Regions from separate parts of the Capsicum annuum genome. Here region 2 is linked to region 1. A link is a contact called in public Hi-C data. All regions are on one chromosome and are shown on one strand. Each heading gives the region's core, a stretch centred on a gene start, on an enhancer-like site or on the middle of the called end of the contact. The rest is flanking DNA. Distances are from core to core; before and after follow the strand shown. Region 1 overlaps LOC107873285 (inactive receptor-like serine/threonine-protein kinase At2g40270). Region 2 overlaps LOC107873286.

The links. A called contact is a pair of places that touch in the nucleus more often than the background predicts.
Region 2: a Hi-C map of leaf shows a contact between it and region 1, with 4 times the contacts expected there. The contact joins two enhancer-like sites. A contact is called at or near these places in 3 of 5 Hi-C or Micro-C datasets (leaf, pericarp and placenta).

Annotation. Positions count from the first base shown.
Region 1 is chr6:128,282,814-128,288,974 of UCD10Xv1.1, reverse strand. LOC107873285 (inactive receptor-like serine/threonine-protein kinase At2g40270) reads left to right here. Exons shown (of 9, transcript XM_016720067.2): 6 at 1-144; 7 at 473-663; 8 at 750-882; 9 at 1,721-2,660. The coding sequence ends at 2,286. Among protein-coding and RNA genes, the nearest start is that of LOC107873285, 6.3 kb to the left of the region's middle. Within about 2 kb of position 2,569, at least 3 of the 5 cell types and tissues checked have an H3K27ac peak or open chromatin away from gene starts, as enhancers often do. A contact at or near this core is called in leaf, where this site is marked.
Region 2 is chr6:128,666,766-128,672,926 of UCD10Xv1.1, reverse strand. The region is part of intron 2 of LOC107873286; the gene reads left to right. Among protein-coding and RNA genes, the nearest start is that of LOC107873286, 19 kb to the left of the region's middle. Within about 2 kb of position 2,901, at least 3 of the 5 cell types and tissues checked have an H3K27ac peak or open chromatin away from gene starts, as enhancers often do. A contact at or near this core is called in leaf, where this site is marked.

The DNA of each region.
Region 1 (6,161 bases), core at 1,320-3,819:
TAATATTGTCTGCAGCTATAGGAGGTCCCATTCTGCTATTCATATCGATAGCTGGCACGATCTTCTTTCGAAGCAACAAAATGGCTGTTGTAAAGCCTTGGGCCACTGGATTGAGTGGACAGCTGCAGAGAGCATTTGTTACTGGTAACTTTCTATCTATCAAGTATTGGTGAATGAGTAGTATTTCTATTTGTGGGTCCAAAATGGTTGTCTTTAAAAGCAGATCCATAAAATAGAAGCTTATATGGACATATGTATCTGTAAAACCAAATTTTTGACTTTACCCAAATGGCAGAAGCTTAAATGAACCTTTTCGCCCCTAATATGAGCTTTTGCGATAAGCTTCTTTTATAATTGTTAATGATCTTTTCCCTTTCCCCTTTTTTCTTTTTGATATCTTGAAACTTTTGTTTATTAATATGAGCAAGTACCCTTAGAGGGCTGAGTTCTGTCATTCTTACTGTGTGAACAGGCGTGCCAAAGCTTAAGAGATCAGAACTTGAGTCAGCTTGTGAAAATTTCAGCAATGTAATTGGTTCCTCATCTGTTTGCACACTATATAAGGGAACGTTATCCAGTGGAGTTGAGATAGCCGTGATATCTCGTACAGTGGCATCTACTAAGGATTGGTCAAAAGATATGGAAGCCCAATTCAGGAAAAAGGTGTTTCAGTTCTTCCAGTTGGAATTTTACATCTCATTTTCCCCAAACTATTGAGTTTATAAATGTTTTTCTCCTGCTTTTACCAGATTGATACATTGTCAAAGGTCAATCACAAGAACTTTGTGAGCCTTCTTGGTTATTGTGAAGAAGAGGATCCATTTACCAGAATGATGGTTTTTGAATATGCTCCTAATGGGACCCTCTTTGAACATCTGCACAGTAAGTTTCTGCTATCAAGGTGTATCCGTTGTGATTTACTTAATACTGTTACCCAACTCTTCTACATCTGCATGATTGAACTGTGTAGGCAATACCTTTATATAGCAGGTAAAAGGTTACCTGCATTCGGTGTTTACAGTGATAAATTGATGCGAGAATGTGTATCAATTAACTTTAGTTCAATGATAACAGTGTGTGTGAAAACACATCTTATGTATTTATTGAGTGGTGCAAACACCAGGTGTGACTAAGTTCTTTTTCTACCTAGAGTATGGTGTCCGTGGACATGTCTTTGGTCTCATGTCGATAATTTGTCTGTAATTTGAGAAGTATCATTGTACTTCAAATTCTCTCGCTTATTAACTCGAAGAATCAATAGATTCTCGACAGAATGTTCACACCAGTACAAGGCATCTTTGGTGTTCACTTTACATGCTTTTTCAACAATTTATGTTTAGCTTTCCCAGTGATAAACAATTATCCTTTAATGTGAGTGAAATGTCTAATGTTTTCGCTCGAGTTTCTTGTGCCTATGTGATGAATAACCACTCTTATAAGTAACTGGAACATTATGTGCTTATGTACCTTTTTTTACAATTGTAATGTACTTGAATTTAAAAAGGTGAAGGTGGACTGAAGGGAAAAAACTGGTAAAGGGCTTCAGTGAATCAGTAATGCATCAGTTTATTTGGGTTGTGTAATTACAGCTTCTATGCTCTTGGAACATGTTCATGAATATTTTCCTGCCTCTGCAGCAACAGCTTTGTTTTAAACTGGTTCTTCCTTTCTTATATGCTCCATTATGACACAAAAGATCTCTAATTCTAGTGTTTTGCAGTAAGGGAAGCTGAACATTTGGACTGGGGGATGCGAATGAGGATAACAATGGGCATGGCATACTGCCTTGAGCACATGCACAATTTGTCGCCATCGGTACCTCATAAAAACTTGACATCCTCTGCTGTGTACCTCACAGAAGACTGTGCAGCCAAAATATCGGATTTTGGTTTCTGGAATGAGACAGATGCAGCTGAAATTGGGTCAAGTCCGGAAAGTAATGTTTACAGCTTTGGTGTCATTCTGTTTGAGATGATGACTGGTAGGCTCCCTTACTCAGCAAACAGTAGCTCTCTTGATGACTGGGCATCAGATTATCTTAGGGGAGGAGAATCCCCGAGGGAAATGGTTGATCCAACTTTAAGTTCTTTCCAAGAGGAACAGGTAGAGAGAATAGCTGATGTGATTAAAATGTGTGTACATCCCGAGCCAAGACGACGACTGGCAATGAGAGAGGTTTCAGCCAGATTGAGAGAGATAACAGGTATAGGACCAGATGGGGCAACGCCAAGACTCTCCCCTCTATGGTGGGCTGAGCTTGAGATTATATCAACAGAGGCTTGTTAATGCATAGGCACCACAGATTTGCCTTGGTAATCAATATAGAAGCTGTATATACAAAGATGGAAAGCCTTTTCCCGTTTGATTTTTCTTTTGGGTGGATCACAAGAGCATATCGACTTTGGGGGGATAAGGAGAAGTTTTTGTTTGTGTATAAAAAAAAAAAAAAAAAATTTAGCAAGTAATTAATTTTTAGTCGCCTTAATTTGCTTTCTTGAAGGCTTGGGATCTATTCTATTGCTTCTTATAAACTCTCCTTTAACAGCCTGGACAAAATTGACAAAACATAAGGGGTCGTTTGGTTTAACGCACTAACAAAAACAGTTATAGCATCAAATTTCACGTTAGTTATACAATGTTTGATTAGGCATACAAGAAAATATAATCGTCTCAATTTAATACAATGTTTTGTTTGTCTTTTTCTTCGTTTATCGAGGACATGATCTTAAGAGCATGTAGAAGTTAGAGATTATGGTAGAAGATTAAAGGTAGTTGAGTGTTGTTTGTCTTTTCAGATAGGAGTGATGATTTGATTTGATGCACTATAGATGTTTCTCCATCATAGCAATAACTACTCATTATAAAATGAAAGCTAACATAAAAGTAAATCACACGGTACTTTTCTTTACAAGCCGAGGGGCATATATATAAGTTAGACTTAAGTCATCAATAGATATTTAACGTTGTTTCGAAAATTTACTTAGACCCCCAATTAAAGCCTGTACCTATCAGGCCTCTAAGCCACCCGCATTTTAATTCAATCAAACATTTTTTATACAATCAGCAAAAGGTATATAGAGAGTGTGCTACACTCGTCTTACATGGCACAAACGATGAATTAAACGATGACACTTGACATTGCATTCAAAATTAATTAAAAAATATTCCATAACTAATTAAATTATAATTAAAAAAAATTATAACTTTAAAAAAAAAAAAAAAAACTAAACCCCCTGCTCTGCCCCTGCCCCCCTCCCCCCTCCTCTTCTTCATCTTGTACTCAAAAATCCTCCGTCGTAGCTTTATTTTTTCCGACAAAATTCTTCCCCTTCTACAATGATAAATGTAATGGAGAAAAAATGGATTGAGGAAGATAAAATAGCTTATTGATTTATGAAAATAGCATTTTTGATTTTTCTTTTTGAATTAAATTTACAATTTTGTTCATTTGTGAAAAAAAATGAATTTACATTTTTCCGGCAAAGTTCCATCTTTTCTGACACAGATCCATTTTTTCGGGCGGCAAAGTTCTATTTTTCCCGGCAAACTAATGGTGAAAAAGAATTAAGAATAAAATCGAATTAAAAACCAAAAAATTCAAATCGAATTCAAAACTAAGAACAAAAAAAGGAGAAAAAGGAGAAAAAATGGGAGGTAAATTAAGTTTAAGAAAAAAAAATGAGGAAAAAGAGTGGGAAAGAAGATGAAGAGGGGGAGGGGGTATTGGATTGGGTGGGTGGGGGAGCCTTTTTTAAAAAAAATTATTTTATTAAAAAAATTTTGGAGCCCTTAGTGCCATTTGACACATTTTCATTCGTTATTTATTCAAAAAATCATGCCTCACGCGCCCCTATTGAGTGGACAACACGCGGAGTGCCATGTAGGCAAAAAAAGCTTGATTGGATCAACTTTGGATGGGTTAGGGGCCTCATAGGTACAAGCCTTAGTTGAGGGGTCTAAGTGAATTTTTGGAACAACTTTAGGTGTCTGGCGATGACTTAAGCCTATAAGTTATCAAACTTCTAATCTTCCTTAACAAGCATGCCAAACTTCTGCAAGAAGCTTGACGATAAGCTTCCTTAACAAGTTTTCCACATAGTTGGCCACATTGCCATCCACCCAATCTACAACACTCCCCTTTGGATGTCCATGAGATAGATAATGTAACTCATTAAAATCTTACTAAGAAAAATTAGTGAAAAAAAGAAAAAAAATGGTAAAGAAAAAAGAGTGTACACATCTTTTAAAACGTCTTGAGTGTTACTTTGTTAAACACCTCACAAGGAAAATCCAGTGAAGTAAAATCTTGTGAGAAAAAAAAAGTATAACATATATTTACTCTCCCCGATTTAGATAGTTAAGTCTGCACATTTCAAACTTGCATACCATCTTCTTAAGAGTTGAAGTTGGTAAAGACCTAGTGAATAAAGTTGTTGGATTGTCACTTGAACGGATTTGCTACACATTAATGTTGTCATTCCTTTAGAGATCATGTGTGAAGAACAACTTTGGCTAGATGTGCTTCGTTTTATCTTTTTTTATAAAGCCTCATTTTAATTGGGCTATGAATGCAACATTATCTTCAAGTATGACTGTAGGCTTGACATCACACTTCAGGCTAAATCTCTCTTTGATGAAATATATCACTGATCTCAACCATGCACTTCTTTACTTGTTCCATGAATAGCTATTATCTTAGCATGATTTGAAGAAGTAGCAACAATAGACTGTTTTGTAGATCTCCATGATATAGCAATACCTCCGTATATAAATACATAGTCTGTTGAGATTGAACTTTATGAGGGTTAGATAATAAACCTGCATTTGCATGACCAACCAAATATACGCTATCTTTGTTAGTAGAAAATAGACCCATATTGATAACCCTATTTAGATATCACAATATATGCTTAACTCTATTCCGATATCTATGTGTAGGAGAAGAACTTCACCTAAAGAATTCTCAAGCATAGTGAAGAGAATCAAAGTATATTTTTTATGATTAAGGAGTTGAGTACATGCTTCTACTTATTGGAGTTGAATACATTGTAGTTGTGAAGTCCTAGACTACTTACAAAAGTCTTAGCTATTCCAATATTGAAGACTTAGAGTTGTATCACTAGGCAACTACATATACAAGTAGATGTTTTCTACTACTAGAATACTAGTACGATTACAGAGGCAAAGCATAGGCTAACTCTAATTCTACTAACTCTAATAGATTAGCTAACGTACACTCTCTTTATCTTTTATTTGATTACTATCTTTAACACTTCCCCTCAAGCTAGTGAGTGGTGGAACACTCACTCCTAGATTACTTCTAGAATCAACAAACACCTATTTTATCAAGGCCTTTGTATAAACGCCAGCTAGCTGATCTCTAGACCTTATGAACTATGTGAGTAGCTATTCTCTAGCCACTTTTTCTAAAAAAAAATGATAGTCTATTTCTACATGTTTTGTTCTGTCATGCATCAATGGGTTAACTATCAAGTGTAGGGCACTTAAATTATCAAAATATAGTATAGGCACTGTCTTGAGATATACTTCAATATCACGAAGAAAGTGAAAGATCCATGCCATCTTAGTTGTAGTAGAAGATAAGGCTTTATATTCAGCTTCAACACTAAACTTTGCCACTGTGGTTTGTTTCTTAGAGTTCCTAGAGATACAATTTTCACCTAAATAGGTGTGGTAACTTGTAGTTGACCTCCTAGTTGTAGTGCAGCCTCCCCAATCAGTATCTAAATAGCCATATATCTTGCAAGGTGATTGTGAGATAATTCTGAGCCCATGATGTAATGTTTCTTTGATGTACGCGTGGATCCTTTTAACACCTTGAAGATGTCATTATTTAGAATCTGTATGAATTGACTAGCTAGATTTACTGCATGAGTGATGTCAGGTCTTGTGAGTGTCAAATGTTGAAAACGTCCCATAGTCCTTGTTTACATAGATGCAACAGTAGGCCTTCCAACAACTTAATGTAAGTCATGTTTTTGTGCAAGATGTATATTCATTGTTTTTGCCTGAGTCATATCGGTCTTATTAAGCAACTCAATAATATACTTTCCCTGACTCAAGTGAAGTCCACCTTGGAAGTACTTGATCTCAATTCCTAGAAAGAAATGTAAAGAACCAAGATCTTTCATAGAGAATTC
Region 2 (6,161 bases), core at 1,652-4,151, 380 kb before region 1:
TAGTTGAGCGTCAACTTTCTCCCATTGCTCTTTATCTTTTGCATGTTCCATGCTAGAATTTCCCTTTTCATTTACCACACTATCCTTGCTCGTTAAATGATCTTGGATACCTTGACCTTTGCACCACAACTCAACTAAGGAAACCCAAGCTATATAATTTGAACTTTTCATTAAAGGTTCGAAAGTGATCATAGGACTTGAACTTTCAATTCATATATTTTTTGAGCCAAAAATATCATGCCCAAAAGACATCTTGGTAATTTAACATTAAAACTCCCAAAAACAAGTTGCTGGAAACGGAAAACAGTTACCAAAATTATGAAGTTGCTGAATTTTAATGTTTGGCGATCGGAATCTCCAAATACTTGACGGAATCTAGAAAAGAGTATGTGGTTGGAGTCGAAATAGATCGGTAACCCCAACAGAAAAAAGAAAAACTAAAATTCAACCGGAGATGTGCTCACGCGCTGGCACTGAAGTAGATCTCACCGAAATATTGGAATTCCGACTGGTGCGTGGGGGCGCGTGGATGGTTCTTTTTTTGGTGATTTTAGTTGGTTTTTTGTTGCCTGATTGTTTTGATCCTGTTAATGGTGTTGTATTGTTCACACAACCCACAAAATTAAATATGATGCAAATCAGTCACCAGAATTAGCGTGATTGAGGTTTTTTCTTGATAGTTCTCACCAACTCTTTGATACCATGTGAGAATTGAAAAATATTATTGAATGATGTGTTGACATAATTACATCAAGACCCCTTTTATAGAAACTATAGTACTATCCTTTTTTAAGTAGGATTTTGTATTTACTATTCCTATTTCTACATATATTCTAACACATAATATACAGTACTGTATGGTATGATATGGTACTGTATAGTATAGTACAATACAATGTTTGAATGGATTGTATCTTTCACTATTATTTAATAACAGTTTTATTATTTGGTTTGATGGTATGATACTATATCATAATTGGTAAGTCTACTAAATGCCCCTTAATTATTATAAATAATAAATGTATGAATAATTGTTCATAAAATAATTTTCTTCCTACTAATTTTTCACAAATTATTCCATGTAAATATATTAAGTTGTTAAATTCATATAAATTTTAACAAAATTAATGCAAGAGTAGATCAAAATAAATGTAATCGAATTCAATTTTTATAGTAAAAAATTTCATTACTTTTTGGTGTTCTAAAACGTGACCACCAACGAAAAGTACAAAGTTTGAATGTATCTTTTGTGTATGCTACGAATGTATTCGGTATCAAATACAAAGAAAATTTTTTGGGAAAATAAATTGTTTCTTACTTATTTTATTTTGTTTGTTACGCAAATAGGAAAATATTTTCTAAAAATATTTGTATATATTTAACACAAAACAATGAGAATGATTAGGATAAGAGAGGTGACGTATGAAATAAATTATGATTTTTTTTTAAAAAATATTTGGTGGGGTAAGAAAAAAGTTTCGAAAAAGAAATTAAAAAATATATTTTGTTTTTGTGTGTGTTGGGTAGTGGTAGGAGGGGGTGGTGGGTTAAAAATTTTTTATTGAAGCTTTTTATAATACAAATTTAAAAAATAAAAATATGGTGCGAGAAAGAAGCTGGCAGTTGGGAGAGGGGGAGGGTGGGTAAGGTTGGGGTAAGAAAAAGTTTTGAAATTTTTTTAGTTTCTTTTTAAAGAAATATGGGGTGGGGATTGAGGTCAAGGTAGGTGGCGGGATAAGAGAAAAATTTCAATTTTTTTTTAAAAAAATTAAAATAATATTTTTTTGGTGTGTGTGTGTGTGGGGGGGGGGGGGGGTTAGGAGGTGGGGTTAAATAATATAGGGTAAAGGGTAAATTAGGATTATATAATATTAAATAAGAACATAATTAGGAAAAATTAGTAAACCATGGGATACTACCAAATCGGTGGTTACATAAAGTGAGTGTTTTCATGGATACCAAACCATGAAATTAAACCATATTATACCATAAATTTTAAGAAACAATCAAAACAAACATGGTTCTCTTAGTGACCATACTATACCATACCATAGAAAACCACCATCCTCATTAATCAATACAAGAAGCGAACTTTGTCATAGCACTACTAAGCTTGTGGCAATTTGATCTCTTTGATGGGTGCTTGTTCAAATTAAAATCACCGCAAAATACCCATGGCTCATTAGGCCATTAACCCTGCTTCTTGTGGATGTAAATTTTTTCGATAGCATTTTCCTAATGGTTCTGTTACAATCTGCATAAACTGCACTGAGGCACCAGCTAAATTCTTCATCTGCTCCTATGAATTTTCTAGTGATACAATGATATCCAGACGTTTTTATCCCATAGAATTAGTATTCCTCCGCTACCCCCTTGCCCCTTGTAGATCCCCCTCATCCATATGTTCCTCCATATGTTCTGCATTGTTCCATCAATTGCCCATCTAACTTTGTCTCAATTAATACATAAACGTCTCCCTCCAATAGGATGAAAGTTCACTACCAACATCCCTTTTGCTAACACCATTCAAACCCCTAAAGTTGCAGGATAAAATCTTCACTCTCAGTGATAGGTAGGAGCTAAAGTCCTTCCATTGGCCCTTGGTTTTCCATCTTTGAAGCTCATATAAAAAATAAATTCCTCACTTTTTTTGGGACTGTATTGGTTGAGTTAGTTGCCTCCAAACTTTCCCTTTGTACCTTTTCCTTTTTGCTCCTTTGATCCAAATTCATCAACAGAGTATAGGCTTCATTCTTGCAAACTTTAAGGTCAACTCCAAACTGGAGGCTTAGTTTAATCTATTTGCTTGTACTCAATAGTAATTTTTGAAGCTATATTTTCCTCTTCTGCGCTATTATTAATTAGTAATTGCTCCAGCTTAGAATACATAACCAAGAGAGCTGAAAAATCCACCTCCCCTTCATACTAATTCTGAGCTAAATTTTTCTTCACTAATAATAAAACATCCCCTTGGTTTTGCATGTCTCATTGTGCACAGACATCCTGCACTTTTTCCCACCTTTCCTTCTTTTTTCTTCTCTCACGAAGCCCTCTCCCTTTTAAAGTTAACAAAATTCGAGTTGCTGAACGCCTCTGTCCTTGACAATGTAATTTGTTCAGTGACGGATCCTGTAAAAGGCTGTGATTTTTTACTTGGGCCCAAATTTATTCCAAGGCATGAATTGTTCAGGAAATTACATGCTATAGCACTAATAGTAGGTGCCTTAGGATTTTTGACCCCAGTAAAAAAAAAATCTTTACAAATTAGTTTTTCATCCTTTTTAAGTATATTACAAGTACAATTTTGCCCCTCTACATCTCAATATTTTTAAACTTTCCATACTCATTTTTCTCTCGAATTCTATTTTTATTTTTATTATTTTCACTTTTTTAATTTTTCTTTAATTTTATTTTCATGTTTTAATTCAGAAACCTCTCTACTTCTTAGGAGGTAGTGGTATGGACTGCGTACATCTTACCCTCCCCAGATCCAACACTGTAGGAATACACTGGGTTTGTTGTTGTTGTTGTTTTAATTCATTAGTCTCAACCTTTATTTTTTTCTCTTTTTTCTTTTGTCTCAAACATTATTTATTTCTTCATTTCTTATTTTAATTAATTTATCTCAATCTTAATTTTTATTTTATTTTTTGTTTTTATCATTTATCTTTCTTTCCTCAATTTTTCTTAAACTTTATTTTTATTTTTTCCTCTCATTTTTGTTTTTCTCATTTTTTTTATTTCTTCGCTTTTTTCTTAATCTTTATTTTTTTCCTGCCTTTATTTTCTCAATCTCTTTTTTTATTTCTCTATTTTGTTTTCTCTCCTTTTTCTTTTTTCTCAACTTCTATTATATTTTGCTAATAAATAAAAATTGGATAATCCACAAAGAAATCTTCTTTTTTTGACATCAAAGCAAATTTAAGAGCATGAATTGTTATTAGTAAGATCTTTGGGATAAGTTTTGCCTCTAAGGCAAAATTATAGAACAACTCATAAATCAATACACCATGTGGTACTGTCAAGTCTTGCTTGTGGAACATAACTTGTTGTTTGAAAATCCTTGAGTTAAGTGTTGCTTCTAAGTCAAGAGTTATAGAATATCTTATAAATCAAAAAATAATGTGCTAGTGTTAACACTTGTCCATTGGGCATGACTTGTTCTTTTGGGAGGTTCTTGGGCTAAGTTTTTTCTTATAGGTAAGACTATTACAACATACATAAATCAAGACACAATATGATAGTGTCAACTCTTGTCCATAGGGCATAACTTATCTACTAAGTCTTGTCTCTAAGGCAAGAGTTATAGAATATTTCATAAATCAAGACATGATGTGGTAGTGTCAACTCTTACCCATGGGGCATAAATTGTTGTTTAAAAGTCCTTGGACTAATTCGAGCCTGTAAGACAAGAGTTATAGAACACCTCACAAATCAAGAAATAATCTGGTAGTGTCCACTCTTACCTATGGGGAACAACTTGTTTAAAAGTCCTTGATTTATAAAGCATCTCATAAATCAAGACACAATGTGGTAGTCTCAAATGTTGTTCGTGGAGTGTAACTTGTTGTTTAAAAAAAAGTCCATGGTCTATGTCTTGCCTTTAAAGCAAGAGTTATAGAACATCTCATAAATAAAAACATAATGTGATAGTGTCAACTCTTACCATGAGGCATAACTTGTTATTTGAAAGTCCTTGGGTTAAGTTTTGCCACTAAGGCAAGAGTTATAGAATATCTCATAAATCAAAACACAATGTGGTAATGTCAAATCTTTCCCATAGGGCACAACTTGTTAATTGAAAGTCTTTGGTCTTAGTCTTGCTGCGAAGGGAAGAGTTATAAAACATCTCATAAACCAATACATAATGTACTAATGTCAACTCATGCCCATGGGGCATAACTTGTTATTTGATAGTCCTTAGGCTGAGTCTTACCTCTAAGACAAGAGTTATAAAGCATTTCATAAGTTAAAAAAAAAATATGTTAGTGTTAACCCTTGCCCAATATACGTAACTTGTTTGAAAATTCTTGGGATAAGTCGTGCCTCTAAAGTGAGAGTTGTAGAATATCTCATAAATAAAGACATAACGTGGCAGTGTCAACTCTTGTCCGTGGGGCAGAATTTGTTGTTTGAAAATCCTTGAGATGTGTCTTTCCTCTAAGGCAAGTGTTGTAGAACATCTCATTAACAATGACATAATGTGGCAGTGTCAACTGTTACTCGTGGGGCATAATTTATAGTTTGAAAGTCCTTAAGCTAAGTTTTGCCTCTAAGGCAAGAGTTGTAGAACATCTCATAAATAAAGAAGTAGTGTCAACTCTTGCCTGTGGGACATAATTTTTAGTTTGAAAGTCCTTGAGTTAAGTCTTGCCTCTAAGACAATAGTTGTATAACATCTCATAAATAAAAATATAACATAGTAGAGTCAACTTTTGCCCGTGCGACATAATTTGTTGTTTGAAAGTATTTGAGCTAAGTCTTGCCTCTAAGGTAAGAGTTATAGAACATTTTATAAATCAAAACACAATGTGGCAATGTCAACTCTTACCTGTAAAACATTACTCGTTGTTTGAAAGTCATAAGTCTTGCCTCAACAATGTGGTAGTGTCAACTTTTGCCCATGAAACATAGCTTATCGTTTGAAAGTCATAAGTCTTGCTTTTATAATGTGATAGTGTCAACTCTTGCTCATGAGATGTAACTTAATTGGAAGAAATTAAAGAAAAGAACAAAACACTAAAAATTACGAAAAAAGAAGAAAATAAAGAAAAATATTTAAAAAATAAAAATCAAAGAAAATGTAGAAATAAGAGAAACGGGAAACAATAAAGGTGGATAAAAAAGATAAAATAAAAATAAAGGCCATGAAAAATTTAAAAAGAAAAGAAAAAATAAAGATCAAAGAAATTTTTTCTTTTTTTACAAAAAATTAGACATTGAGAGGAGGAAAGGAAAAAATAGTAAGGGTTGAGAAAAATAAAAAAAATTTAAAAAAAAATGAGGAAAGAAAAAATAAAAAATCAAAGTAAAATATAAAAGAAAAAAAAGATGAGAGGACAAAAGTAAGGATCAAGAAAAATCAAAAATAAAAAGAGAAAAGGCAAAATAAGAATCAAAGTAAAATTAAAAAGAGAAAAATAAATAAGTATGGAGTTGTT